Linked DNA regions of Mus musculus: all the other regions are linked to region 1. The links are chromatin contacts, called in public ChIA-PET, Hi-C and promoter capture Hi-C maps. All regions are on one chromosome and are shown on one strand. The core of a region is the stretch at or near the end of the contact, and the rest is flanking DNA. Distances in the headings are between cores, read along the strand shown.

Region 1 (6,616 bases), core at 1,956-4,455:
TATTTTCAAATACTTTTACAGACAATTTCAAAGCTAAACTGTTGTCCAGGTGTGACAGCATATACCCCTGTAACTTTGACATGCAGGAAGCTGAGGCTGGAGGATTGTGAGTTCTAGGGCAACCTGGTCTACATAGTGAGTTCAAAACCAGTCACCCAGGGCTACACAGACAAACCCTTCCCACCAGATAGATAGATAGATAGATAGATAGATAGATAGATAGATAGATAGATAGATAGACAGACAGACAGATAGATAATAAATGTATGCTTGTTTTGAGACAGGATCTCATATAGCCTAGGCTAGCCCTGTGAAAGTTAGTACTGTCAGCTTGAGAACTCTCTACACTCCTGAAGTTGTGTGCCTGTAGGAGCTAGTTTTGGTCATGCTGAAGTGGAGAGACTGAGCTCCGGTGGGGCTCCACTCCCTCGTCTTGGGGGCTCCACTCCCTGGCCTTGGGCTCCTGTATGAAGAGAGAAAGCCAGCTGAGCACTAGCCGCAGCACACGCTTCTCTTTGATGGCTGACAAGTGTGACTAGGTTCACCACCATGATGGACTGTAACCTGGAACTGTGGGCTAAGAACAAGCCTTTCCACCGTAAGTCACCACTGTCAGAGTATTCTATCACAGTTCAAAGAAAAAACCACAAAAACAAAAAAGAAACTAAGATAGCTAAGGCTGATTTTGAACTCCTAATTTCCCCTACCTCTACCTCCTGGGATTATTTAAGAGTATGCTGTGCTAGGGGTGGAATCCCGGCCTTCAGGGATGCACACTGTGTAAGGACTGCCAAGGGAACCATCCCTCCTCCTCCCCCTGCACGCCTCTCTCTCTCTCTCTCTCTCTCTCTCTCTCTCTCTCTCTCTCTCTCACTCACTCATCTTAAAGATTGGGTTTTCTACTTCAATCCAAAGTGAAATATGATGAGGAAAAGCCTTGCACACCACTGCCAGGAAAGTAAACTAGCACAGCCACTATGAAAATCCATATGGAGGTTCCTCACAAAAGTAATAATGGCAAGTGAGAGACATGGCTGAGGGTGAAGAGCACCGGCTGCTCTTCTGGGAACTCAGGGTCCATCCCAGCACCTACATGGTGGCTCACAACTCTCTGTAAATTCCAGATCCACTGGATCTGATGCCCTCTTCTGACCTCCAAGGACACCAGAGATGTTATGTGGTGCACAGACATACATTCGCGCAAAACACCCATACATATGAAAAAGGAAGAAATAAAATTGTCATATTATCCATCATACACAGAGACATTTGTACCTCATGTCCATTGTATCACTATTCACAAGAACCAAGGTATGGAACCAGCCTGGAAGCTCACAAGACGAATGGAGAAAATATTATATAAGAACCATATACATTAGCCAGATAGTGGTGGCACACTCCTTTAATCCCAGCACGTGGGAGGCAGAGGCAGGAGGATTTCTGAGTTTGAGGCCAGCTTGGTCTACAGAGTGAGGTCCAGGACAATCAGGGCTATACAGAGAAACCCTGTCTTGAGAAGAAAAAAAAAAAGAAGAAGAAATACAAAAAAGAACCATATATATTATATATACAGTAAAGTGTAAAGAATAATGAACTTAGATTCAGAAAGACAAATCTGTGTATTTTCTCTCATATGAAGTATTTATATTTAAATATGTAATATATACATGACAAGAGATAGAAGTGGGTGTGTAGAAGGAGGGTACAAAGGGAGGAGGGATAAAGAAGGATAATGCAAGGGAAAAGAGACAAATACCACATCTTCCCTCCCCTAGGCAGCACCTAGGTTTAAACACACATTACAGGAAAGCAGATGTGGGACTGTTTGGGGTTGAGGGAGGGAAGGGAAGGGAAGAGAAAAGTCAGGCAAATGGGAGAAAGAATCTAAATTAAGTACAAGGACTGAGATATGTAGATCTGTCGTAGATTTGTTTTGTGTGTTTACTGAAAATAAATTTGAAATCTGAAGTAGAACATATCTCTGAGGACCTGTGCATCTGTGCATACTGTGTGCATCCATGTGGGACAGGTAATGCCTTCAGACTTCACAGTCACCATGCCATTTCCCAGTGACTCCCTCAGTCTTGCCCTTGCCTAAAAGCCTGACTTGTCACCCAAATGCTTCCAGGCCCTTTCAGGGCCTCAGTGGCACTGGCAATGTTCTTATCAAGTATGTATTAGGGATCTGTACCATATGAGCTAGCTCATCTGGGTTCCTTGTGCCAAACAAATACACCTTTGAGTCTAAGTGTTTTATTCTAATCCATTCCATTTCTGTCAAAATCATTTAAAACTGCATTAAGTTAGGGACAGGGACAGATGCTGAGGAGATATAAGCCCCCAAGTCTAGTGAGGAAGAGAGATATGTTGATAGACCAAGAGGTGTAAGCTTTGTGGCAGCCAGTCTGACAGATGACTGGGGAGTGGGGAGGGAACTAGCTTTCAATTATGCCTTGGCACACTCTAAAGCCTTCACATATGCCACACAGATAGAAAGAAGAGAGTGAGTTTCAGGCAAGTCTAGTCTGTGGTCTGGCTTAGGGTGCCTCCCTCCCTGCCCCAGCGTATGCATATAATCACTTTGGAACCCTCACATTCACTGTCTTATTCTCTTCTGATCATCTTTCTTAAAGCAGCTACCAAGGCTATTCATTCACTTTGAACATTTCATAGTCGATGAAGATTGTCTCCAACTCAGAAACAGTCGCCGTGGCTGTGAATTCAGCTCGTTCTCTGTCCGGGACATTGGTTTTGTTTACGAGGATGGCGCTGTGGTGGTTTACCTTGCAGTGCTAAGCAGATAAGAGCCTCACGCACGCGGTGCAGACACTTCACAGAACCAGATCCACAGTCCCAGCCGTGGAGACTGGCGACTTTCCTACTGAGTAACTGTGACCTTGCATGAATGCCCAACTATTGTTCTTGCCCTCAACAAGGCGTCCATTTCTAGTCACAGGCTCAGAGGCAGGACAGCTACCAATCGACTTGGGGATAGCATAGAGTAAGGAGATGGGACTGGATCCAGCTCTGGATGAAGCCGGATCTTGGGCACAGCTGGGCTGAGCGAGAACTTCAACCTGGTCTTAGCTGTAGGGAAAGAGCTCAGAATCCTAGAAAAAAAGATCTGGGGAGTGGGAGCAACAGCTTCACCTATAGCCCCTAAAAGGGAGTTACTGGCTTACCTGAGGCAGACGCTGGTTTTCTGTAACTATAGCAACCAGCTAGCTCTCGCGAGAACTTGTTTTTTCCCCACCTCAAAGAAGGAGGTTGCAAATTTGGCTTGTGCTCTGAAAACCACGCCCCTTGGGTGTTTCTCCTTTGCAAGTTTGGGTTAAAATGTAGCTTTCCACCTTTCAAATCTTTTTCCTTTACGATTAATTTCATTATCCACAAAAAATAGAATGATAAAATTAAAAGGAACTTTAAGGAAAGAAACCTTAGATGTCTCCAAAAAAAAAAAAAGTCTTTACTAAACAACTCCCATTTTAGCAGGGTGCCCTGGCCCTTGTCTCTAGTTCTAGCTACTTGGGAGTCCGAGGCAAAAAAGGATTGCTTAAGGATTGCTTGAGTGGGTGTTTGAGGCTATACTGGGCAATATAAAAATCGTCTGCCCTTGAAAAGTAAACTAGTAATTTAGATCTTTTCTCAAAATACCTGTACCTTAAATGCTGACTCTTGGATCTGTAGACGGTTCAGCAGTTAGGAGACCTTACACTCTTCCAGCGGGCCCAATCTCAACTCCCAGTACACAAGGGGCAACTCCAGCCCCAAGTGGTCCAGTGCCGCCTTCTGGTGTGAGTGTCAGTGCTTGCAAAGGGAAGAAACAAAAATAAATCTTAAAAAAAAAAAAAGTTGATTCTCAACTTGGTATGCATAGCAAGTTCCAGGCCAGATAGGGCCACATAGCCAAGTTCTTCCTGTGTTTGCAAAGCACACTCTACACCGCTAAGTTTGGCCCCCAGCAATGGCCATATCTAATAATATAATCAGAAGTATATGTACAAGGTCTAAGCAATTGCTATCAAAATCGTAACTGACAGGCTGGTGTGACAGGCCACAAGAGTGTGACGTGCTCTGGCAGAGGCCCAAGCCTGGTTCACAGCACCCACGCTGGGTGGCTCAGAAGTGACTCTAGTTCTAGGGGACCCCCAGGTCACCTGATGCCTCTAGTCTTCACGGCCACCTGCATCCATGTGCATATACCACACAAAGACACATATTCACACACATAATTCAAAACATAAGTCTTTAAAATAAACACTACTGACTTTGTCAGAAATTAAGAGGATTCACACTTCCCTATTTCATAATGTCCTATAGAAGGATTGGCCTATAAAGTATTAAGGAACAAGGACAGATAATACAGGCCAAAGGAAACGAATCAAGAGTGACAAGTACACACCTAACAATCCTGACCAACAGATTTGAACAAGATGGCCAAGACAACCCAAGGAGGTAAAGAGCACGCAGGTCGACCAAGTCCAGCTCGGTGAACCAATTCACTTATTCAGTCTTACTTGCAGGGACGCAGACAACTCAGGCGCTCGCTATGGAGCAGTGGGGATCTGAGATCAAGGCACAAGAGGGCATGTGAAGCTGAGCGCGTGTCCGCCATCCCTGCAAATTACATCAGGATGGGAAGTAGGGACTGGGGACTCTTGAAGATCAAGTCAGAGAGGTGGCATGCAGAGCAGTTGAGAAGGGACCATCTCAAAACAAGGTTGTGCTCTGACCTCTACACACTGTGGTATATATGGCACTTCATGAATGCATATGTAACAACGCTCACGTGAATGTATGTGTACGCACACACAAAACTGTGGTATGTAAATACATAACAAAATATTCAGTCTTTGAAGAAGGAAATCCTACCCACTTCCCTCCATTTACCACAATGCAGGTGAGCCAGGTGTGGTGATGCACACCTTCAGTCCCAGCACTGTGGAGGCGATAGCAGACAGAGCTGGAGGCTAGCTTGGTCTATACAACAAGTTTCAGGCCAGTCAGGGCTCCAATGTAATACCCTGTCTCAAAACAGACAAGCACAAGAACAAAGGAACAATACTAAAATGCAGATGAACCACGAACTTGAGGAACTAAATACGCTAGGCATTTATAGTGCGAGTATATAGACTCGTATTAACAAAATAGGACTCGTATTAACAGAGCAATGATGGTTGCTGGGACAAAGCTCATAAAAATGGGAGTTGTTCAAGAGAACAAACTTTCAACTCTTAAGTTCTAGAGAAGTGGCCACTACAATTTACAACAATGTAGCACCCCACACTTGAAACATGAACTGTAGATAGACCCTAAGTTTACTCCCTGTCTGTCTCTCTCAAATATGTGACAGTTTAAACTTGATTGTGAAAAACATTACACAAGTTTAGTTCTATCAAAGACTATACTGTGTACTTAAATATAAGCAAATTTAAAATTTGTCATTTACATGTCAGTTAAGCCCCAGGGCTGGACATGGCAGTATATGCCTATGCCTGGCACTTGAAAGGCTTAAGACAGGAAGATTCCAAATTCAAAGCCAGCTACTAACTCTGAAACAAGACTATCTTTAAAAAACAAAATACACAGGGCTGGAGAGATGGCTCAGTGGTTAAGAGCACTGACTGCTCTTCCAGAGGACCTGAGTTCAATTCCCAGCAACCACGCGATGGCTCATATGGTGCTTCATAATCATCTATAATGAGAGCTGATGTCCTCTTCTTGTGTGTCTGAAGACAGCTACAGTGTACTCATATAAATATAATAAATCTTTAAAAAACAACCACCACCAAAATACACAACCGAGGAGCTGGAAAGCTGGCATTGTGATTAAGATCACTGCTTGATCTTCCAGAGGACCTAGGTTCAAGTTCCAGTACTCACATGGCAGCTCACAACCATCTCTATCTCTATTTTGAGGATATCTAATGCCCTCTTCTGGATTCTTCGGGCACCAGGCATGCATGGTACACAGACATACATATAGGCAAAAGATTATATCCATAAAAATAAGTTTGTTTTTAAAAAAAACATACATGGGGGCTGGTGAGATGGCTCAGTGGGTAAGAGCACCCAACTGCTCTTCTGAAGGTCCAGAGTTCAAATCCCAGCAACCACATGGTGGCTTACAACCATCTGTAACAAGATCTGACGCCCTCTTCTGGAGTGTCTGAAGACAGCTACGGTGTACTTACATATAATAAATAAATAAATCTTTAAAAAAAAAAACATACAAATTACTCTAGGTCAAAAGAGCTGTGGTTTTTAAGAAGTGTACAATTTTATTGTTTCTGTAAAGTCACAGGACCAAACTTACTGTTTAAACATTTATCTTAAAATTAAAGCTCTACTCTAATAAACTAAACACAGAGGACCTGGGTTCAGATACCAGCACTCACACAATAGTTCACAAGCATCTGTAGCTTCCATTTTAGGGTTTCCAACACCCTCTCCCAGTCTCTGTGAGAAAAATAGGCATGCAAGTGGCTGGGTGCATGTACATGTTTGCACGTAAACACTCGTGCACATAAAATCTGTTTTTACAAGATAGAAAACAGAGGCTTTTATAAGTGATTTTCCCTGTGACAATTAAATGTAGAATGGTGCTTGCTTTTGC
Region 2 (6,697 bases), core at 2,051-4,550, 110 kb before region 1:
TTGCTTGAGCACCGCCACAATGCCGGCTGGAAGGAAGCAGTGTGCTCGATGGAGGGATGCTTCGACCCTTTCTGGGTACCTGCGACAAGTAGCAATTGCTTTTATGTTATATGTTCTTTTTATATATATTTATCTTTTATGTAAATATCAAGATTTTTTTTCAGGGTCTTACTAGGTACTTATGGCTAGCCAGGAACTTGTTTTGTAGACCAGGCTGGCCTGGAACTCACTGAGATCCTCCTGCCTCTTATTCCACGGTGCTAGGATTAAAGGTGTGAGCTAGCACATCTAGCTTTAAAAGATCTGTAGTGTTAGTAAGACAATGCTTGGAACCAAAGAGCTATTGGGACTTCTCTTCTCTTAAAAATGAAGCCTAAAGGGTTCCATACAGGTCAAAGAATCATATAGACACTCCAGAACCAAAAAACAATAAAACAAAAAGCCAAACGTATTGTATTGTATTGTCTTCTTTAGGTTTTTATCTATAAAAATCTCAATTTTTATTTTATCTTTTAAAATTTATTATTTTATGCGTATGAATGTTTTGCCCATATGTATCTGTATGCCCAGTACCCACTGAGGCCAGAAGAGCGTGTTGGGATTTCATGGGACTGGAGTTGCAGACAGTAATGAGTGGCCATACGTGTGATGGGAATTGAACTCAGATCTTTGGGAATAGCAGCCAGTGTGCTTAACCATGAAGCCATGTCTCCAGCCCCAATCTCAAATTTTCATAGACTATACTTTGCTTGACACCTAAGTAAGGTAAATAAAAGAAAAGATACTTTTGGATGGAAAGGCAAACTACATCTAAGTCAGGGACAGTGACACTCCTGGAGCCACAGCTGCTCAGGAGGTTGAGGAAAGAGTTAGCATGAGACCAGGGGGTTCAAAACTAGCCTGGGCAACATAACAAGACCCTATCTCATTCAGTCAGCCAGTCAACCCATCAGTCAACCTGTTTTCTGATTTTAAATTCCATAAATTTAACTGTCAGTTTCATGAACAGTGACGTCAGTAAAGTGCAGATGAGCATTGACCTAGGCTGAAGGAATTCTGTGTGCAAATAAAAGCCTGTGCTGCATTGAACCAAAACGCTCCTCAGCTAAGAGTCTCCGTGCTCCCTTTCTTACCCACTGACGCGCCTGTCCACAGCAGCTTGTATAGATTCTGAAGCCAAAACAGCTTCTGGGTGTGCCGAGATTATACTCAAAGCTTGCTGGATTGTTGGTGGTGTCATGGGTAACCATGGTATCCTTTCAGATTTCCTCGGCACAGGAATAATGCACAGCTCCCCATGATGAAAAAACACCTGCAAAATGGCAACCTTAGTGTCTTCACGGTCTCCAGGAAGCCTGGGGACACAGGAAATGACGCAGCATCTCTGCGTTCTCTAAGCCTGGGTGTACTTACCCTGTTGGCACTGTTATCAGGGTCCAACCACTTAGGGAGAAAGTCGGCCGCTTCTATTAACAGGAACTCACCATCATTGTCTTCAACCCTAGTGAAACAGAAGACCCATTTTCACATTCACAGAACATGAACAGCTTCAATCAAATACATTTTCCCCTTCTTCTCAGAAAAATCTTAAGTATATACTACGTACAGATTGCAAAAAAAAAAAAAAAAAAAAAAAGCAAAGTTTAACATATAGTCAAGTAGGGCTGGTAAATGGCTCAGCAATTAAGAACGTGCTCTGTTCTTGCACAGGACCCAGGCTTAGCTCACAGCCCCATATCAGGCAGCTCACAAAGGCCTGGAAATCCAGCTTCATGACATCTCATAATCTGGCTCCCACTCACAAGTATAACCTCTACATACATACATACATACACACACACACACACACACACACACACACACACACACCTGAAAACAATAAAAATAAATCTTAAAACATACAGGAAAGGCCTAGAGAGATGGCTCAGCGGTTAAGGGCACTGCTTTTCCAGAGGCCCTGAGTTCAATTCCCAGCACTATAATGGGATCTGATGCCCTCTTCTAGTGTGTCTGAAGATAGCTACAGTGTACTCACATACATAAAATAAATAATTAAAAAAAATACAGGAAAAGCCTATATGAAACCATAAGATTGTAAGGAGATTAAGAGACACTAATGAGAAAATCAAAGTACTATGTTAGACAGAAATATGGAAATACATAAGTACCAAAAGGCTCTGGGGGGGGGAGGGCTACTTATAAGTGTAACTAGGAAGACCTTTATGTACAAAGCGTTACTTGAATCTACAAAGATTATTTTTTGTCTCATCTATTTTTAATTTTTGAGTAACAACGTCACATGGCTAAGGTTTTTTTGGATGTATAAAGTTAGAGTGGGAAGCTGGAGAAGGCACCTGCTGCACAGGCATAGCAACCTGTAGCTGATCCCAGGAACCCACAAAAGGATGGAAGGAAGAAACTCCAGAGAGTTATCCTGAGGACCTACATCTGCACTGTGTACTCAGGGCTCCTTTCCCCCAGATATCCTGCACACGCACGCAAACACACCCAGTAATACTAGTATTCAACATTTTAAACTAGTTTTATTATATATATTTTGCCTGTAAGTGTGTATGTGCATCATGTGTGTGCAGTGTCCACAGAGGCCATAAGAGGGCGCTGGGCCCCTGAGAACTAGAGTTACGGAGTTGTGTTATTTGGGGGGTGGTGACTCATACAGAACAAGACTTAAAAAGCAATCCTACCACGAGAACCCATGAGTGAGCATGTGCTATACTTCACAGACAAAATTTTTTTAAAAAAGAAAAAAAAAAGGTATTTTAGAGTGGGGTTAGCAAAATAGTTAGAACTTTCCTTTAGAAAGGTCAATCTGGTAGGAACATAAAACAAGTATTTCTGTCTTTTTTTAAATTTAAACACACAAAAAATGGAAGGTAATGCATATGTCGTCAATGGGCTCAATTTAGCCATTCTATGATGTATATATATTTCAAAACACACATTACAAAGAAAGTGTATATAATCTTTTGTTTGTCAATCAAGCACAAATGTAAAGTTTAGAAAATAAGCTGAAAACATTACAAAAACTGCAGTCCTTGCTATCTGAAGGATTAAGAGGGAATACAGCTTAATCCCAGGGGTTCCAACCAGCCTGAGCAACACAACAAGAAGCAAGATGTCATCTCACAAAAAGAAAAGAAAAGGTAAAGGTAGCGAATCATCTATAATCGGAATTCCTAAGGGTCAAACGGCACAGCGCTGGGTGTTCACTTCACACTGATCTTTCTGGCTGGGCCCTGACGGTGCACACCTCTAATCACAGCACGTGGTGTACAACAGAGTTGGCAGGACACAGGTAACAGGGGGTGATGTAACTTGAAGGTTGTTGAAGTTAGAGGACACAGGGTACACAAGGTGCATTTTCTACTTTAGTGCCCTCTGCTGGCACCGGTAGGTAACTACAGAGAACTAGCTGCTTTTTAGAACAGATTATAACATAGCACCTGTTTAGCTTCCCATACTGACTTCTCTTAAATTTCTGTGTATGACTCCTTAAAAAGTGTATCATTGGCCAGGTGTGGCGGTACACACCTTTAAGGACAACACTTGGGAGACGGATCTCTATGAGTTTGAGGCCAGCCTGGTCTACAAAGCAAGGACAGCCAGAGCTATTACACAAAGAAACCCTGTCTTGAAAAACAAACAAACAAACAAACAAACAAAAACAAAACAAAAAGAAAAAGAGGAGGAGGAGGAGGAGAAAGAAGAGGAAGAAGGGAGGAGGGGGAAAAGAAAAAAAGGAAGAAGAGAAGAAGGAGGAAAAGAAAAACCATTAGTCAATAAGAGAGAAAATATTATAGAAGTCTGTGAAACATATATTACCGAGACTACATTATTACACTGTCAGGCCAAGTGTGCAGATCACTTGGACTGGCTGTACATGGACTCAGGGTAAGAATGTTGTACACAGAGATTCTTGGTTTATTTTTTTTAATCCTTACAATCCAGTAACTCAGAACAGAGTAAATATACAGAAAAGATTAAAAATGAAGATCTGGATGTGGTGAAAGTGAAACCAGAAGAGAAAAATGAGGTGTGGCTTTCGGGGGCGTGGCTTTCGGGGGCGTGGCTTTCAGGGAGGCTGACAGGAGGTGAAGCTTCAGGTTGAAATGAGCCGCGTCTTGTAAGAAACGTGTCACAGTGGAATCCACAGAAGCCATTAGTGGATAAGCTTCCCTGCCAACCAGTGGAAATGGCCAATGCAAATAATCCTTCAGTATCTCTGATGGGTAACTAGAGTAACTATGTCCTTAAAAAGGTGTCCATAGTGCTGACATCAAGAAGACTCAATAGGGGTGTGTGTGTGTGTGTGTGTGTGTGTGTGTACATACATACATAGATGTACACACACACATTCACACACAGATTCCTGGCTGGCCTGGAACTTGCTATGTAGACCAGACTTGCCTTGAACTAGCAGAGATCCAACTACCTTTGCCCATTAAGTGCCAGGATTAAAGGTGTACACCAAGTTAGAACTTTTTTTCATACACATTAAAAGTTCATGAGGATTGTGGACTGGGGGCAGGTAGGGATAGGAACAGGAGGGATCAAGTCAGGGGGTGGAGGGAGAGACTACTGGGGGAGACAACTGCAATTGAGGGGCACTGCAGTGGTGAGGTAGAAACCTAGTGCGCTAGAATCTGTCTGGGATTTACAGAGGTGATGCTAGAGAACACTCTTCGTAGTGGGAGATACGGAACCATCTTCTGTGACCAGGCAAGGCTTCTAGTGAAGGGGCTGGGGCACCAACTCAGCCACAAAACCTTCAAAGTATAGTTTGTTCTGCCTACAAAATGCGCTGGGGTAAAGGTAGTGCAGAACTTGTAAAAGCAGTCAACCAATAACTGGCCCAACCTGAGACCCACTCCACAAGAGGTGGCCCACACCTGACATTGCCTGGAGGGCCAGGAATCAGAGGCTGGATAGCCCAGAGATCTAGGATAAAACCAAATATGAATAGCCATTTTAAAAAAGGCAATAAAATGATTTGTAATGATATTCTGCTATACTCATAGACCGTAACCTAGCCCAGTCATCATCAGAGAGGCTTCACCTAGCACAGATGGGAGCAGATGCACAGACCCACAGAAGAGCATTAGGCAGAGCTTGGAGGAGAAAGGATTATAGAAGCCAGACGGGTTGAGGACCACAAGAGAACTCACACAGTTAACTAACCAGAACTCATAGGGCTCACAGAGACTGAACCAACAGCCAAGGAGCCTGTGTGATCTGAGTCCTCTGCATCTATGTTATGGTTGTATAGCTTGGTGTTCTTGGGGGACTCCCAACAGTGGGAGTGGGGGCTGTCTCTGACTCTTTTGCCTGCTCTTACTGGGTTGCCTCATCCAGCCTTGATATGAGGGGGAGGAGGCATGTCTATTCTTATTGTAACCTGTTATGCCATGTTTGGTTGATGTGCCAGGGAGGGCTGATCTTTTCTGAAAGGAAATGGAAGAGGAGTGAACTAGGGAAGAGAAGTGGAGGTTTAGAGGAAGAGGGACTGGGAGGAGAGGAGAGAGGGGAAACTACAGCTGGGTACAGTACCTGAGAAAAATGAAATAAAATTTGGCTATACAAAAAAGAAGGAGGAGAGGAAGAAGGAGGAATTGTTGTTCATGATGAACCAGGTGTGGTGGCACATGCCTTTAATTCCAGCATTCAGGAGGCAGAGGCAGATGGATCTCTGAGTTTGAGGCCAACCTGGTCTACGGAGTAAGTTCCAGGACATTCAGGATACACAGAGATGCCTGTCTTGAGAAGACAAACAAACACTGAGTTCACAATGGTAACTGGGGAGGCCACTAGTGCAGCACCACCTTTTATGCTGTTTCACATTTTTATTTACCACAAGTATTGTTCTCTTATGATTAGAGCTTACTGTTTCTTTAAAGCAGGGTCTTCCTGACATAAGTCAGGCTGCCTTAAAACCCCAATCCTCCTCCCTCTTTCTCCTAAGCACTGGAGCCATGCGTGTCCATGATGCCAAGCAATGATTAGAATTCAAAAGCAGCAAAAGCTAAGCTAAGAAGGTTTTGCTAGAGGAACTGAACTCTCAGTGTCTTTCCTAGAAAACCAAGTCGCAGAAGAACAGAAAGAAAACAGTCAGCTTTTCAATCTGCCCCGAATATGAACAATTTCTGCCAGAGCTCAGACAAAAATTACTAAAAGAAAACAAATATAATCACTTATGCTTTAAAATGAGAATCCCTTTAGAATAATTAAAATAATGACAATACCTGGCCACTAACTCTGGAAATTCCTTTGTAATCTGCTTTATTACATAAACAATAAACCATTCATCCTCAATGTTATCTCCAAACTTTGTCATGCCGTACATATGAGCAGGAACACCTCCTGTAAACAAGAGAGAAGTGACTGTGAGCCAGGCAAGTGTGTCCCTGCAAGGAAAAACATACTTAACACTTGTTTACCATGGCTAAATTGCAAGGATTACTCTGGGAGCTGGGGTTGCAATTCTGAGCAAGATATGAGGAGTCTGGGTCTCAAAAAAGGAACAGAAAACCAAACCGTCTTTAAAAACCCACTAACGGTTGTGTGAACATAGAGGAGGCTCCTGCTTCATTTTGTACGGTAATAACAGCGGAAGAACAATCAGAGATGGACTTTCCAGAAAGGAGAGCATGGCCAGAGGCATGGAGTTACAGGAGATAAG
Region 3 (5,816 bases), core at 118-2,617, 73 kb before region 1:
CTAGAGTTAAAACAGGTCATTGTCATGGACAGACACACTACAATCCATGCACTTGACAGGCCAGCAGAAGGATCTCAAATTCCAGCCTGGCCTAGGCTGTGTAACAAGCCCCCACATCTTAAAAACAGCCTCTCACTCTGAATCTTAGGTAAGCTTCTGGAAGCCAGTTTGCCCTTTTCTTCCCTGAATGTCTCAGGCTCTTTACCCTGAGCCCTGTCTTCTTCTACATAGTGATTTTCATTGTGGGTTTCTGATTTTGCCACTAGAGATCTTGATGACAAGCTACTTACGAGGCCTGGGTCCAGTTCCGTCCTTTCAAACCGAAATTGGCCAAACCGTGCCATGGAGCTTAGTACATCATCTTTGTCATATACAACGCAGTCTGCCAGGAGGCGCAATCCCCCACCACGTACCCTTCATCCGATCAGCACAAGCCACTCACGCGCTGGAACACCATGGCCTGTAGAAGAAATCCTCAGAGGACCCCGGGTGTAGGTTTCAAATGCAGACTCTGGGAACCTGGTAAAGCTAGTGTCAGTAATTGTGAGAATCGTCATAGAACAGGCTTCAGTAGAAGACTAGACTGAGGCTGTGCCCAAAACTAAGACCACGCAGTCATACAGTGTGCTGTCTGCAGGTTTAGTCCAACTCAGAGTTTTACTTAAGTTTTGGTGAAATACAAAACTGGATGAGATTATTCTGTTGATACAGCTGAAGAGTTATATTTGTGAAATTTAAGAGAGAAAGGGAAAAATCCCTCTTTGCTGCCCCTATTCTGAAAATCTGGGTGGCTTCAAGCCTCCTGAGCACACTGACTTTACTAAGTTTCTCATCACTTTGTGTTGTTACAACTTTACTTTTGCATATCGGTTTTGCTGCTGGGATCTTCAGTCCAGTGACAGCAGACACACTGTCTTCTCCCTCTCCAATGACCTTGGGTCGGAACAATCTGCTGCCACCTATTGGAACAGTTGAAGTAGAACACCTGAGCGCCATGGGGCCACAGCGGCCAACAGTAAGCCTTTCACCCCGCCTTCCCGGGCTTACTCTGAGCTCTCACCAGCAGTAGTTCTGTAGGACTTACCTTGAACCACACTCTCCTCTGACAAAAACAAACCGGGTTCTAGGCCATGGCAGCGAAGTTGGAGCTGCTTAGGAGTGGGTACCACAGCAGCTGATGTTGGGCCAGGGTTACTATGGAACAGGTGCAGCTCCCAGGACACAGCTGTTTCTGTGACTTTCGTCTCCTCTGCAGAAATCCCATGGTGACTCCAGCCGAGCCCGAAGTGCAGTGGTAGACGAGCCTAACCAGCAGCCCCAAGAGAGGCTCCTTTTGCCTGTCTTCTCTAGACCCAACACAACTCAGTCGTTTCTGGTAAAGTGCTTCCTGTTTATCTGGTTTGGAGGGGTTGACACAGTGTCTCAGACAGCCCATGCTGCTCTTGAACTCCTAATCCTGCCTCAAGCTCCTATTTGTCTTTGATAATTTGGGAAAGAAGGGGGGGGGTATGTTTGGCAAACTTAGGACTTATCTAGTGGCTTGATTAACTCAAATAGTTGGATGTTCTAATGATAAAATACCATTCTAGGTATATCTTCCTAAAATTCTAAGTGGTGCCCTGCCTCATTCTTTTGGTGGTAAAATGCCCTACTTATAAAATAAAAATCTCAGCAGCATACTCTGAACATAAGCACACTACAAGCACCACTGCCCCCTGCTCTACCTGCCTGTGCTGTCCTCCCTGCTCCTGTACACTTTACACAGTAAAGTGGGGTCAGGTGGAGGACTCGGAGTGTGAGCTGAGTTGACCCTCTTTCTGATGGCTGTGTTAAATGCTGACGCTTGCCTTCTCAATTGTCGTGCACTTACAAGCCCTTTTACTTTTAAGGAAGTACTTGAAAAATTCCTGAGGACTGGGGCCATGTGACCTTGCACACCTGTAGGTCAGTACGTGGTTCCTACCTCATCTGCTTTGTGGCAAGAGGGCTTGCCAAGCACAGGGAAATGATTGAGCTCACACCGAGTGCTTAGCCAGGGATTCTGTGTCCTGCTCCAGTTTGCAGAATGGCAACATCTGTAGCTCATGTACCCAACCTGACCCTTGGACCATCTACTAACAGTGGTGGGAGCTTGTATTTCTATGTTTTACAGGGTTCCCACAACAAATGACCACAACGTGGGCAGCCAAAACAACAGAAATGTATCACTCTTACAGTAACAGAAACTGGGAGCTCTCTGTAAGCTTTAGCGAACCTTTCTTGCCTCTCTAAAGCTTCTGTGGTTGCCTGCAATGCTTGGGCAGCCTAGCCTAATAGATAAACCCCAGATCTCAGTGAGAAACCCTGTTGCCAAAACAAGGTGGGCAGCTCCTGAGAACCACACCAAAGGTGGGACCCTGCCATGTGCACTCGTGTGGGCACACACTCACACTGCTCATAGGCACAAAGAGGAAGTAATTTTAAAAACAGTTGGGGTTAGAGAGCTAGCTCAGTGGTTAAGACATTTGGGGTTAGAGCTAGCTAAATGGTTAAAAAATTGTGTTTTCGATTCTCAGCACCCACATGGCAGCTCACAATGTAACTTCCTGGTGATACATGCAGTCAACATGTTTATTACAATAAAATAAAAATGAAAAGATAGCAGCCATTGAATTTATAGTCCACTCTAAAACAGTAGTTCACCTTGATTACTCATGCGAAGAAATGGGTTTCCAAAAATAGTCACATTCACAAGTTCCAAGATGATGTGAGTTTTGAAGGGCACTATTCAACTCAGAATTTCCTGACGCTTGAGTTAGGCGGAAAGGCACAGAAAAAGCCAAAAGAGAAACGAAGCCCTGGCCCATAGGTTCACTGTAAATCCTGGAAGCCTAAGAGCATCTGAACGGTCTCATAATTAGAGTCAGAACATTTGTTAAGCCGTGTTTATGTTCTATATGTTCTTTCCTTTCAAAATTTAATTTTAGTTGCCTTAGGAATAAAACTGAACATATGAAAACACTTCAAAGTCTCTTTAAAAAATAAGTTTATTATAACAGTAAAAATTGCCTGCCTTAGCATCATTTTCCCCATGTCCTACCATAAAGATTAAGTAGCAGCTCGATATAACTGAAAGTATGCGTGCTGAGCCTTAGGCCTGGAGCTGTTGGCTATAACCTTGTTCCTTGGTGCTTTTGTCTAGGCTCGGAGTCAGTAAACCTCAGCCCATGAGCCCTGGAAGGGCTACTGCCTGGTTTTGAAAATAAAGCTTTATTGAAGAAAAGTCACCAAGCTTCTACTTTTTACTTTTTCGACAGCCATGTTAAGCCGCTCCAATCACTACCATGTGGTCCCTAAAGCAATCTGCTAATCTCTCATCTTTCTGTTGTTTTGGCTGCCCACGTTGTGGTCATTTGTTATGGGAGCCCTGTGAAACAGACAACTACAAGCTCCCACCACTGTTAGTAGATAGTTCAAGGGTCAGGTTGGGTACATGAGCTACAGATGCTGCCATTCTGAAAACTGCTGCAGAAGATGGACTCTCTAGGTACTTTCCCCTCACAACAGTGTTGATTCTATTTAAATGGCACCCTGTAACCTCCGATGGCATTATCTTGACCAGCTATGGTGTTGCAAACCTGCAATCCCAACACAGTGGAGTCAAAATAAAATATCTTTTTCTATCTGATTGCAACATTACACCATATGGATTTGTAAATGCTAACGTTTTCTTAAAGACGAAGTAATACAGTTGTAGTACATGAAGTTCCTACAAGTTAGCAAATTGCTTTGTGACCATCTATCTAGCTTGGAGTACTCGGAATTCAATACAGGTTGGCAGATGAGTTTTTCATTGTTAACGTTAAGGTTTTCCTCTGTGTGGTGGTTTGAGTGAGATGTTCCCCATAATCTACGGCATTTGAGTACTTTGTCCCTAGCCAGTGAGGCTATTTGGGCAGTTGAGGTATGGCCTGTCTGGAGGAAGTTTTATCAACTGAGGGTGTGTGAGAGTTTAAGACTCCCACCAATTGCTAGATAGATGTCTGCTTCCAGCTTGCAGTTGAAGATGTGGCTTCTCAGCTGTTCCTGCCACCATGCTTTCTGCTTCTCTGCCTTGATGGACTCAACAAACTGTTCCTTCTTTTGGTCGCTTTGCTCATGGTGTTTTAACAAAGCAGCAGAAAAGGAAGGAATATACTCTGTAAGCCTCAGACAAGTATCTTTTGAGCTACATCCTAAGATGCCTTTTCTCTTCTTTTAGCCAGACACACAGTACCGAAGTTCATGTGCATCTGAGTATCCTCATCAGGCCCGACCTGGCAGGGGCTCTGCAGGTACAGATGGGCTGCAGCTCTTGCTTTTATCTTCTTTATTCCTACATATCTTCCTTTCCTGCAGGCTTCTCTAGACTTAGTTGTCCCCCATCTAGGGAAATCATCTTAGCATCATAATGGGTATAAAAGAAAGGCCAACTGCTCAAAGACAAAAAAGTTCCTGATTTCTGTTTTGTTTTTAATAACAAGTAAGTTGATCTTTAAGGTAAATACTGTTTGTTTTTAACAAAAATATTTGAGGGACCAGAAAAAAAAATAGCTCAGTGGTTTTAAGAGCACTTGTTCTTCCAGAGAGCCTAAGGTTCTAGCATCCATGTCAGGCAACTCACATCCACCTGCACGTCCAGTTCCGAGAGCTCAGACTCCCTCTTCTGGCACCCACACCTGTACCTGTACACAAGTGGCATACACTCACAGGCACACACACATATGCATAAGTAAATTTTTTTTTTTTTTTTGATTTTCAAGACAGGCTTTCACTGTGTAGCCTGGCTGTCCTGGAACTCATTCTGTGGACCAGGTTGGCTGGCCTCTGCCTCCTGAGTGCTAGAATTAAAGGCATATGCCACCACTATCCAGCATCTTTTTTTTTTTTTTTAAGCTTCCAATCTAGTTACTATATTCAGCTACACTTTGAGTAAGATGTTAATTAGTTTTAACACCTAAGTTGTTGAAATGAGCATCTCAGTTTTTAATGAGTAGGTTCTCAGCAAAACTAGGCTACAGCTTTGGTTTTGTTTTGAGACAAAGTCTCAATTATTCAGTCCTGACAGCCCTGGAACAACTATGCAGACCAGGCTGGCCTTGAAATAGCAAGAGATCTTCCTGCCTCTGCCTCCCCAGTGCTGAGACTAAAAGTATGTGACACCACACTCAGCTTTCTTTTACTTCTTAGACTCTAGCAGTTTTCTAAATAGGGTGAACTGTGTAAACATGGTTTTTAATGTCTTGGTGAATACACACTTCTCAGTACTTAGAGACCATATCCAACTTTAACATCCAACTACTACTTTATGTAAAAGTCCACGGCATGTGATGTTTTATTATCAAATATAGACTATTTACTGTTATTCTGTGCAATTCTGTATCCGACAGGTCCTCAGTCACATGGGTCTACAAAACCTCAGAGCAGAGGTGGACCCATCTCTAGAACCAGGCAATGACCACAGGGCAAGTGAGAACCTGCAAGGTTGCAGCAGACTTGGGAGCACATGGAGGCTTTTCATGCCCCAGCATTCAGGCACCGGATGATGCACAGCTCCTGCAAACAGCAGCTTGGTCCGTCAAGTTATCTTGGTACAAGTGTCCGAGAAATACTACAGAGTATCTGCCAAAGACTGCACTGGTAACTAACTGTTCTGCATGCAGTTACTGTCTTCTTTCAGCTTTAGTTAACCTACTCCATGGGGCAGTAAAGATTGTACCCAAAGACTTGACAATGGAAAACCACCCCAAATCACTGCTCATGTTGTCTGTAACTAATCACCAGTTCAATTCTTGTAC
Region 4 (6,568 bases), core at 1,675-4,174, 110 kb after region 1:
ATATCCTGAGAGGAAACTTCAACCTTTTCAATTCCTTTTCAGATAAGAATAAGAAACAGCCGGTTGTGGTGGCACACGCCTTTAATCCCAGCACTATGGAGGCAGAGGCAGGCAGATTTCTAAGTTCCAGGCCAGCCTGGTCTAAAGAGTGAGTTCCAGGACAACCAGGGCTACACAGAGAAACCTTGTCTCGAAAAACCAAAAAAAAAAAAAAAAGAACTAAGAAACTGAAAATCCATAATTGGAGTGCTTCGAAACACAACCTGTTTTAGGCATGGGCACAATAATGGAATAAGTTTGAACCCTGAAGCATCTCAGGCTTCAGATTTTAGGGCTAAGGGTATTCAACCCGTCTATATGAGTGTTCCAAAATCTGAAAGAAGAAAAAAAAATTAAATCTGAGCTGGGTACGGCAGTGCAAACCTCTAATCCTGGCATTTAGGAACCAAGGGCAGGAAGACTGTAGTGAGTTCTGAGGCCTATACAGTCTACCTACCAAGTCCCAGGCCAGCTAAGCAACCATATCTCAAAAAATAAAGAGAAAAAGACAGAGGGGAAGAAGTGGAAGGAAGGAAGGGAAGGGGGGAGAGACAGAAAGACAGAGACAGAGAGAAGCAAAGACAGAGAGACAAAGAAAGGCAGAGACTGATGGATAAAAGATAGACAGGGACAGATAGATAGAGACTTACTTTTAGTCTCAAGACATTTTAGATAATATGAATCTGTATACCCCAAATGTTTGTAGCTTTAGTCATCCAGTCACTCTTGTAACATGATTGTGGTAATTTAATCAAAACTTGGCCTAGTGATGTAGTTCAATTGGTAGAGTGCTGGCCCAACATGCAGGATGCCTTGGGTTCAATCCACGGAACTGAATAAACCTGAGTAGTGTTTAACAGGCCTGTAATACTAGCACTCCAGAGGCAAAAAGAAATATCAGGAGTTCAAGGCATTGCAGAGCCTAGTTAGTCTAGAAAAGGGGGGGGGGGGGAAGGGATGCAACATTGACAGTAAAACGGATTTGTATCTGAATTCTATACTTCTACCACTTATTAGCTAACTAACTATCCTCTCTACAAGCTTCCTTATTTAGAACGTATGCTCGATAGCAGCTACTATCTCATCAGGTAATAAATAAAACAGAAAATGCTTGCCTCTGACCTGAACCCAGGCAAATGTTCAAAAATTTTAACAAGCATAATGAAGCTAATAGTTAAAAGACCAACAAACGAGGCAGAGAACGTGTAGCTTACTAGTAGAACGCTTGCCTAGTAGTATAGTATATACAAGTTCCTGGATTTTATTCCCAGGAAAACACACACACACACACACACACACACACACGCAGAGAGAAAAAGTTATCTACTTTTATTATAGTTATATTTATACCCCTAAAATGTGGGAACTATCCCAGTACCTCTTGGGACTTTCTCCTTGTCCTGACCTTAGAGAAGCAAACAAAGAAAATCTTTGTGTCTCTTCCCTACGGTTTAATCAAAGTAAGAAAAACTGGTTATTTTCTCTGTGAGGATGGTAAATATTGAAATCCCAAATTAAACAGTTACTACAACAACATGAAGGGTACAATCAGATTCCATGTTTAAGAACATAATAAATACAACTATAATAATCATATTGCTACACAAATCCAGGAAATTTGGATAGCTTGTTATTTTGTACTTATTTGCATCTTTCTAGGAATTATTAATGAAAGGACCATCTGTGAAATGAGCTTTTGTGTGTCTGACCTTAGAGAAGAGAACCTTAGTCATATAAGGTTTTTCTCTTTTCCCTGGTAGTGAAGAAGAGAAGAGTTCGTGCTATGGCGTACCCATGGACACTGCCTCCCCTGCTATCCGTAAGCTAATGTGGTTCTCAAGCACTACCTTGTCGGCTGAGGGAGGGCGCCCCCCTGTGATGGGAGAGAGGCTGAGGGCTGCACCGGCTGCTGCGATGATGCTTGTTGCTGCATGCGATCCTGAAGGCTTCGTGCTTTTCGAATACTGATTTGCAACTTCTTATCGACTAGGGCTCTGCTGTGCGTGCTAGAGCTGGCATCATGCAGGGTAAGTCTTAGTTTAGCTAAAATGCAAAAGAAAATATAGCAGAAACAACACAAAATACAAACAAAAATAAAAGAACAAAAACTAAACTAAAACTAAGCAAAGATAGGCGGTAAAACAAAATATGTAGCAGCAGGAATGCAAGGCATGGACTGTGCATGCGCTGTCAAGAGCGCAGAACCAGCTCTGGCTCAGGAAACATTCATGAAAGCCAGGAGACCAAACACATTAATTAAAACTTAAACAAACAAAACACTAAAGAAAATCAAACAAAACTTAAAGAGCAGGAAGATAAACTAGCACGTGAGGTTGCCACTCTCGTCTTCTCACTGACCTGTTTGACTCCGGTCTCCACACTCTGCTCCCAGTTCCCCCTTTCTGATGGCCAATGACAAAAAAATAAGGTCCAAACCTGCACCCGTCTTTACAGAGCACAGCTTCATGGAGTCATATTTAAGAGTCAGGTACCAATTCTTAGCCTGAACCCCTTGCTGTTACAGTATGGTACTGCATACCAGAAAGGCAGGAGAAGAACAAAAAGAATAGAGTATTACAATGAAAAGTTACTACCTAGGGAGTCAGAGCCAGTTTCTTCAGTTGGCCTACTCATTAGTCAGGGACTAGAGAAAGAGTAGGCTAACCTCATATCTGAAGTCTAACTATTTGGGTTAGAATTCATCTGTGGTTTCCTGTTGAGGTTGTTCCAGTAAATGTCCACAGACCACAGTGGCACCACAAGGTACATTTTGAAATCTGAAGGGGAAAGATAGCTAATTGGCCTCCCCGGGAACACAAGAGACATTAAAAACTGTCCCTATGGCCATCTGCATGACAACACTAGTTCCTATTGTGGAGTTAGTCGGGAAACGCCATAGCCAGTAGCAGTTGAGTTACTTACAGATAGCTTCGTTACACAGAGCCAGAGCTGCAGCACAGTCTCCCTTTTGTTCCAGATGCAGCGACTCTTCAAATATTGAATTTGCCTCTTGCAAGGACCTTTCAAAGCCGTCACTCCTCCCTGAAAGGGCCAGCACTTTCATTTTTATTATAGTTAATTCCAACTTCTCCTCTGTACTGCTTCTTCTCTTTGGGACACAGATCCTTGTTGTTAAGCCTCTGGTCTACTTTTTATCTACCTGCCCATTGCTATTAAGAAGGCTTTAGAACAACTAAGGAATCCATTTTTGCCTTAACTGAAATCTAACCAAGGCCAGGAAAAGGTGGGGGTGGGAATACCATGACTGCCATACTACTATCCCAGCTCTAATACCTCCTTTCAAGGAAAGAACAAAGTGTTGTCCATAGTAGCAACAGAACTCTCGTGCCTAGAACTGAACTGCCACCACAAAATACCAGGACATACCTTGTCAAATGTCAGCTACCCCAGACTTACTGCTTACATGCTGTAAGCATGGCTTACGATTCTGTGGAACATCACCCTTGCCACTTCTAATATAGCTTCAATTCCCTCTTCACCACGCTGCTGTCAGTACACTTCTTGGGCTTGAGGTGGTCTACAGTTTCTACTTCAATAAATCTACCATAGCATTGAACTTCATTTGTTGTTACATGGACTGGCCTTTCTTTAGCAATGAAAAGTTTTTACCTTGATCATGCCTCACTCACCAAAAGTATCCATCTCTAAAAGGATGATGATCCACTTCTCATATAACAACATAGAGTATTCCCCCCAACTCCCAAAGTGCACATGGGTCAAAGGAGATACAAAAGAGGAGTCCAGGAACAGTGACAGATGAATGGACTAAGATGTACAGTAAAGACACTTTGTGAAGGACCATCAGAGAGCCTCACCTTCTAGTCATCTCTAACATAAGCTGGTAGGAAGTTATAAAGTTACTTCACTTACAAATGGAATTGACATTGAGCTTTCACATGGTCACAGGGGCTGCAAGATTGAAATGTCAAGCCAGGTATGACGGCACATGCCTGTTATCCCCATTACTCTGGAGGTGGAAGGAGGAGGATCCCTGAGCTATACAGCAAGGTAGAAGCCAGATACTTCATGGCTACATAATGAGATTGTATCTCAAAATCTCAAAACAACAGAAAAGAAATAAAATGACTGGGATAAAAAGTCTAAGGTTTGGGGGTTTTTTGTTTGTTTGTTTTTGTTTTTGGATTTTAGAGACAGGGTTTCTCTGTGTAGCCCTGGCTGTCCTGGAACTCACTCTGTAGACCAGTCTGGCCTCGAACTCAGAAATCCGCCTGCCTCTGCCTCCCAGGTGCTGGGATTAAAGGCGTGCGCCACCACTGCCTGAGTTATTTTTCTTCATCACAACACCCTTGCTTTATCCTCATTCACCTACAGACGTCAATGGTAAGAAAGGCTCTGTCAGAACCATAACAAATTCAATTTCTACAGCAGTTAGCTTTTAGAAAGCAAAGACAGTGGAAAGTAGGTTGGTTCTGAAAACCTTGGTAGTCAATTTCTATCCCATCTCTACATCTCTGATTTCCCCCAGCCCTGAACCCAAAGTTCTTTCATTATGATTGTAATCAACTGAGTCTAAACATCTAGAATTAGAGGTGGTAGCTTGAAAGAAAAGAAGGGCTAGGCATGGAGGTATACACATATAATCCCAGCACTTCTGAGGCCCAGGCATGTAAAAGTTCTCAACTTTACAAAGATCTAGGCAAATTATAGTTACTGAGTAGTATAGCATATTTAAATCTTAATCATCTAGAATCTCTGCACTCCAGGCTGTACTCTCTTTGATGAGGCTATACCAGAGCTTATCAAAAACTGATAATGAAACACAATGATCAGGATTCCTGTTCAACTCTAATGCATGGTGTCACTAAGAGAGAAAGGAAAGGACAAGGTCAAAGATGACAAGATCCCTCTTTCAGTAGAAATATAAACTTTAAACTAAGGAATAGTGGCGCATGCCTGTCATCTCACCATACATGTGAGGACAACCTGATCTACAAAGCGAGCTCTGGGTCAGCCAAGGCTCAAGAGTGATGAAATCTGGTCTCCAAAAAAAAAAGGGGGGGAGGAGGTAAAATGGATGAGGAGGAAGCTGGAGTGATGAAGCATTTGTCTTGCAAGCATGAGGGCCTGAGTTTCATTCCCAAGTACACTGAATAAAGGCAGGTAGGCGTGTCCACTTGTACCCAGCACTGGGGTAGCAGGGATACATGTGCCCTGACGTTCCCTAGCCAACCAGACTGGCCACTCACTTAGAATAAAGAACATGTCCCAGGAAATGAAGAAAAAAAGGTATACAACATCTAAGGATGCCCTCTGGTTTCCACATGCACTCAAACATACATGTGCACCTGTACACATACAAACATACAAACACGGAACAATATAAAACTGGAACATCAAACTATTAAGACTTGAGTTCAAAATGAAAAATCGATTACTGAATATAGAAACAGCTAAGAGGAATTGAAATTTTAAAGCCCTTTTCTTTTTGGTTTTGTCTGTTTGCTTGGTTGATTGGTTTGGTTTTGAGACAGGGTTTCTCTTCGCTGGCTCCCCTGGAACTAGTCCTGTAAACCAGACTAGCCTTGAACTCAGAGATCTTGCTCTGCCTTACCTTCTACGTGCTGGAACTAAAGGTCTGTGCCACCACACCAAGCTTTAAAATTCATTTTGAAACAAGCACAACAAATAACGTGAGAAATAGAAGGCAAAAATTGTCCTGAATCAAAAGAAAGTAGGGGGCAGGTGACTGGCTCAGCCATAGAGACCCTGGCAAGTGTGAGGTCAGGGCAGTGGGGTGAGGGTGGGGGCTGGGGTGGCTCAGGAGACCCTGGCAAGTGTGAGGTCAGGGCAGTGGGGTGAGGGTGGGGGCTGGGGTGGCTCAGGAGACCTGGTAAGTATGAGGTCAGGGCAGTGGGGTGAGGGTAGGGGCTGGGGTGGCTCAGGAGACTCTGGCAAGTGTGAGGTCAGGGCAGAGGGGTGAGGGTTTGGGGTGGCTCAGCTATAGAGACCCTGGCAAGTGTGAGGCCCTGAGTTCCATCTCCAATATCACAAAAAGAAAAAAAAAAGAACAGAAAAGACCATAGTAAGGTTAGAAGAAAAGCTTTCCTTAACTGAGACTACTTAGTCCAAAAAAGTTGCTTTAAATATGGAAGGAGCTCAGAAAAAGCAGCCAGTCCAGGGCACTCGCTCATGACTTCGTGCTGTTTGATCAGCAGATTCTGAGTAATAAGAGCAATACATTCATTTTAGAGAAAGTAAAACTTAGGTAAATCTTTCAAAGCCTATAGAAAGAAGATTACCTCAAGCTGTTAAACTCGAAGACTAGTCTCTTGGCAGTAGTGGCAATCTAAAACTAATTTGCTTTTGTGTTTTTTGGTTGGGGTAAGTAACCAATATGAGGGAGTTGGGGAAGTTTAAGTCTATGTATATTATCTAAGATTTATTTAGGAATGAGCTGTTATAGGATCAAAAAGTTATTTATGGATGGGTGTGGTGGTAGAAAGCTGCCATCCCAGTCACTTGGGAGGCTAAGGCAGGAGGATAGGAG

Evidence for each region. Promoter capture Hi-C pulls out the DNA fragments that hold promoters and counts their contacts. Hi-C and Micro-C count contacts between places; a contact is called where the count stands out from the background. ChIA-PET counts read pairs in DNA pulled down with a chosen protein or histone mark.
Region 2: a Hi-C map of Th1 cells shows a contact between it and region 1, with 2.4 times the contacts expected there. The contact joins the enhancer-like site here to the promoter of Cfap70 in region 1. A contact is called at or near these places in 7 of 39 promoter capture datasets (the C10 cell line, the HPC-7 cell line, cranial neural crest and 3 more), 1 of 15 datasets of contacts at CTCF or cohesin (large pre-B cells), 5 of 484 Hi-C or Micro-C datasets (the HPC-7 cell line, Sertoli cells, Th1 cells and 2 more), 10 of 115 datasets of contacts at active chromatin or transcription factors (the 230-238 cell line, the NIH/3T3 cell line, the SCID.adh cell line and 4 more) and 3 of 9 other capture datasets (adipose tissue, liver and pancreatic islet).
Region 3: an RNA polymerase II ChIA-PET map of memory CD8 T cells shows a contact between it and region 1, with 305 read pairs. The contact joins the enhancer-like site here to the promoter of Cfap70 in region 1. A contact is called at or near these places in 5 of 39 promoter capture datasets (cranial neural crest, embryonic stem cells, fetal liver and 2 more), 4 of 484 Hi-C or Micro-C datasets (the AML12 cell line, LSK cells, cortical neurons and 1 more), 8 of 115 datasets of contacts at active chromatin or transcription factors (the SCID.adh cell line, bone marrow-derived macrophages, embryonic forebrain and 3 more) and 3 of 9 other capture datasets (adipose tissue, liver and pancreatic islet).
Region 4: a promoter capture Hi-C map of embryonic stem cells shows a contact between it and region 1, with 2.2 times the contacts expected there. The contact joins the enhancer-like site here to the promoter of Cfap70 in region 1. A contact is called at or near these places in 16 of 39 promoter capture datasets (the 3T3-L1 cell line, 3T3-L1-derived adipocytes, the C10 cell line and 9 more), 1 of 484 Hi-C or Micro-C datasets (trophoblast stem cells), 2 of 115 datasets of contacts at active chromatin or transcription factors (bone marrow-derived macrophages and embryonic stem cells) and 3 of 9 other capture datasets (adipose tissue, liver and pancreatic islet).

Annotation. Positions count from the first base shown.
Region 1 is chr14:20,449,020-20,455,635 of GRCm38.p6, forward strand. It overlaps Cfap70 (cilia and flagella associated protein 70), which reads right to left and starts at 3,206. Exons shown (of 29, transcript NM_029698.1): 1 at 3,183-3,206. It overlaps Anxa7 (annexin A7), which reads right to left. Exons shown (of 13, transcript NM_001110794.1): 13 at 6,242-6,616.
Region 2 is chr14:20,336,996-20,343,692 of GRCm38.p6, forward strand. It overlaps Ecd (ecdysoneless cell cycle regulator), which reads right to left. Exons shown (of 14, transcript NM_027475.3): 3 at 6,261-6,378; 4 at 1,414-1,501; 5 at 1,134-1,312; 6 at 1-79. Among named protein-coding and RNA genes, the nearest start is that of Ecd, 7.8 kb to the right of the region's middle. Within about 2 kb of position 3,301, at least 21 of the 459 cell types and tissues checked have an H3K27ac peak or open chromatin away from gene starts, as enhancers often do. A contact at or near this core is called in Th1 cells, embryonic stem cells and epiblast stem cells, where this site is marked.
Region 3 is chr14:20,377,509-20,383,324 of GRCm38.p6, forward strand. Fam149b (family with sequence similarity 149, member B) reads left to right here. Exons shown (of 14, transcript NM_001024512.2): 10 at 267-491; 11 at 892-1,015; 12 at 1,256-1,375; 13 at 4,241-4,313; 14 at 5,409-5,816. The coding sequence ends at 5,476. Among named protein-coding and RNA genes, the nearest start is that of Dnajc9, 8.5 kb to the right of the region's middle. Within about 2 kb of position 1,368, at least 108 of the 459 cell types and tissues checked have an H3K27ac peak or open chromatin away from gene starts, as enhancers often do. A contact at or near this core is called in memory CD8 T cells, where this site is marked.
Region 4 is chr14:20,562,982-20,569,549 of GRCm38.p6, forward strand. Usp54 (ubiquitin specific peptidase 54) reads right to left here. Exons shown (of 21, transcript NM_030180.2): 16 at 2,962-3,081; 17 at 1,887-2,082. 1810062O18Rik (RIKEN cDNA 1810062O18 gene) reads left to right here. Exons shown (of 6, transcript NR_033571.1): 3 at 1,800-1,858; 4 at 2,030-2,066. Among named protein-coding and RNA genes, the nearest start is that of Ppp3cb, 20 kb to the left of the region's middle. Within about 2 kb of position 2,925, at least 29 of the 459 cell types and tissues checked have an H3K27ac peak or open chromatin away from gene starts, as enhancers often do. A contact at or near this core is called in pancreatic islet, where this site is marked.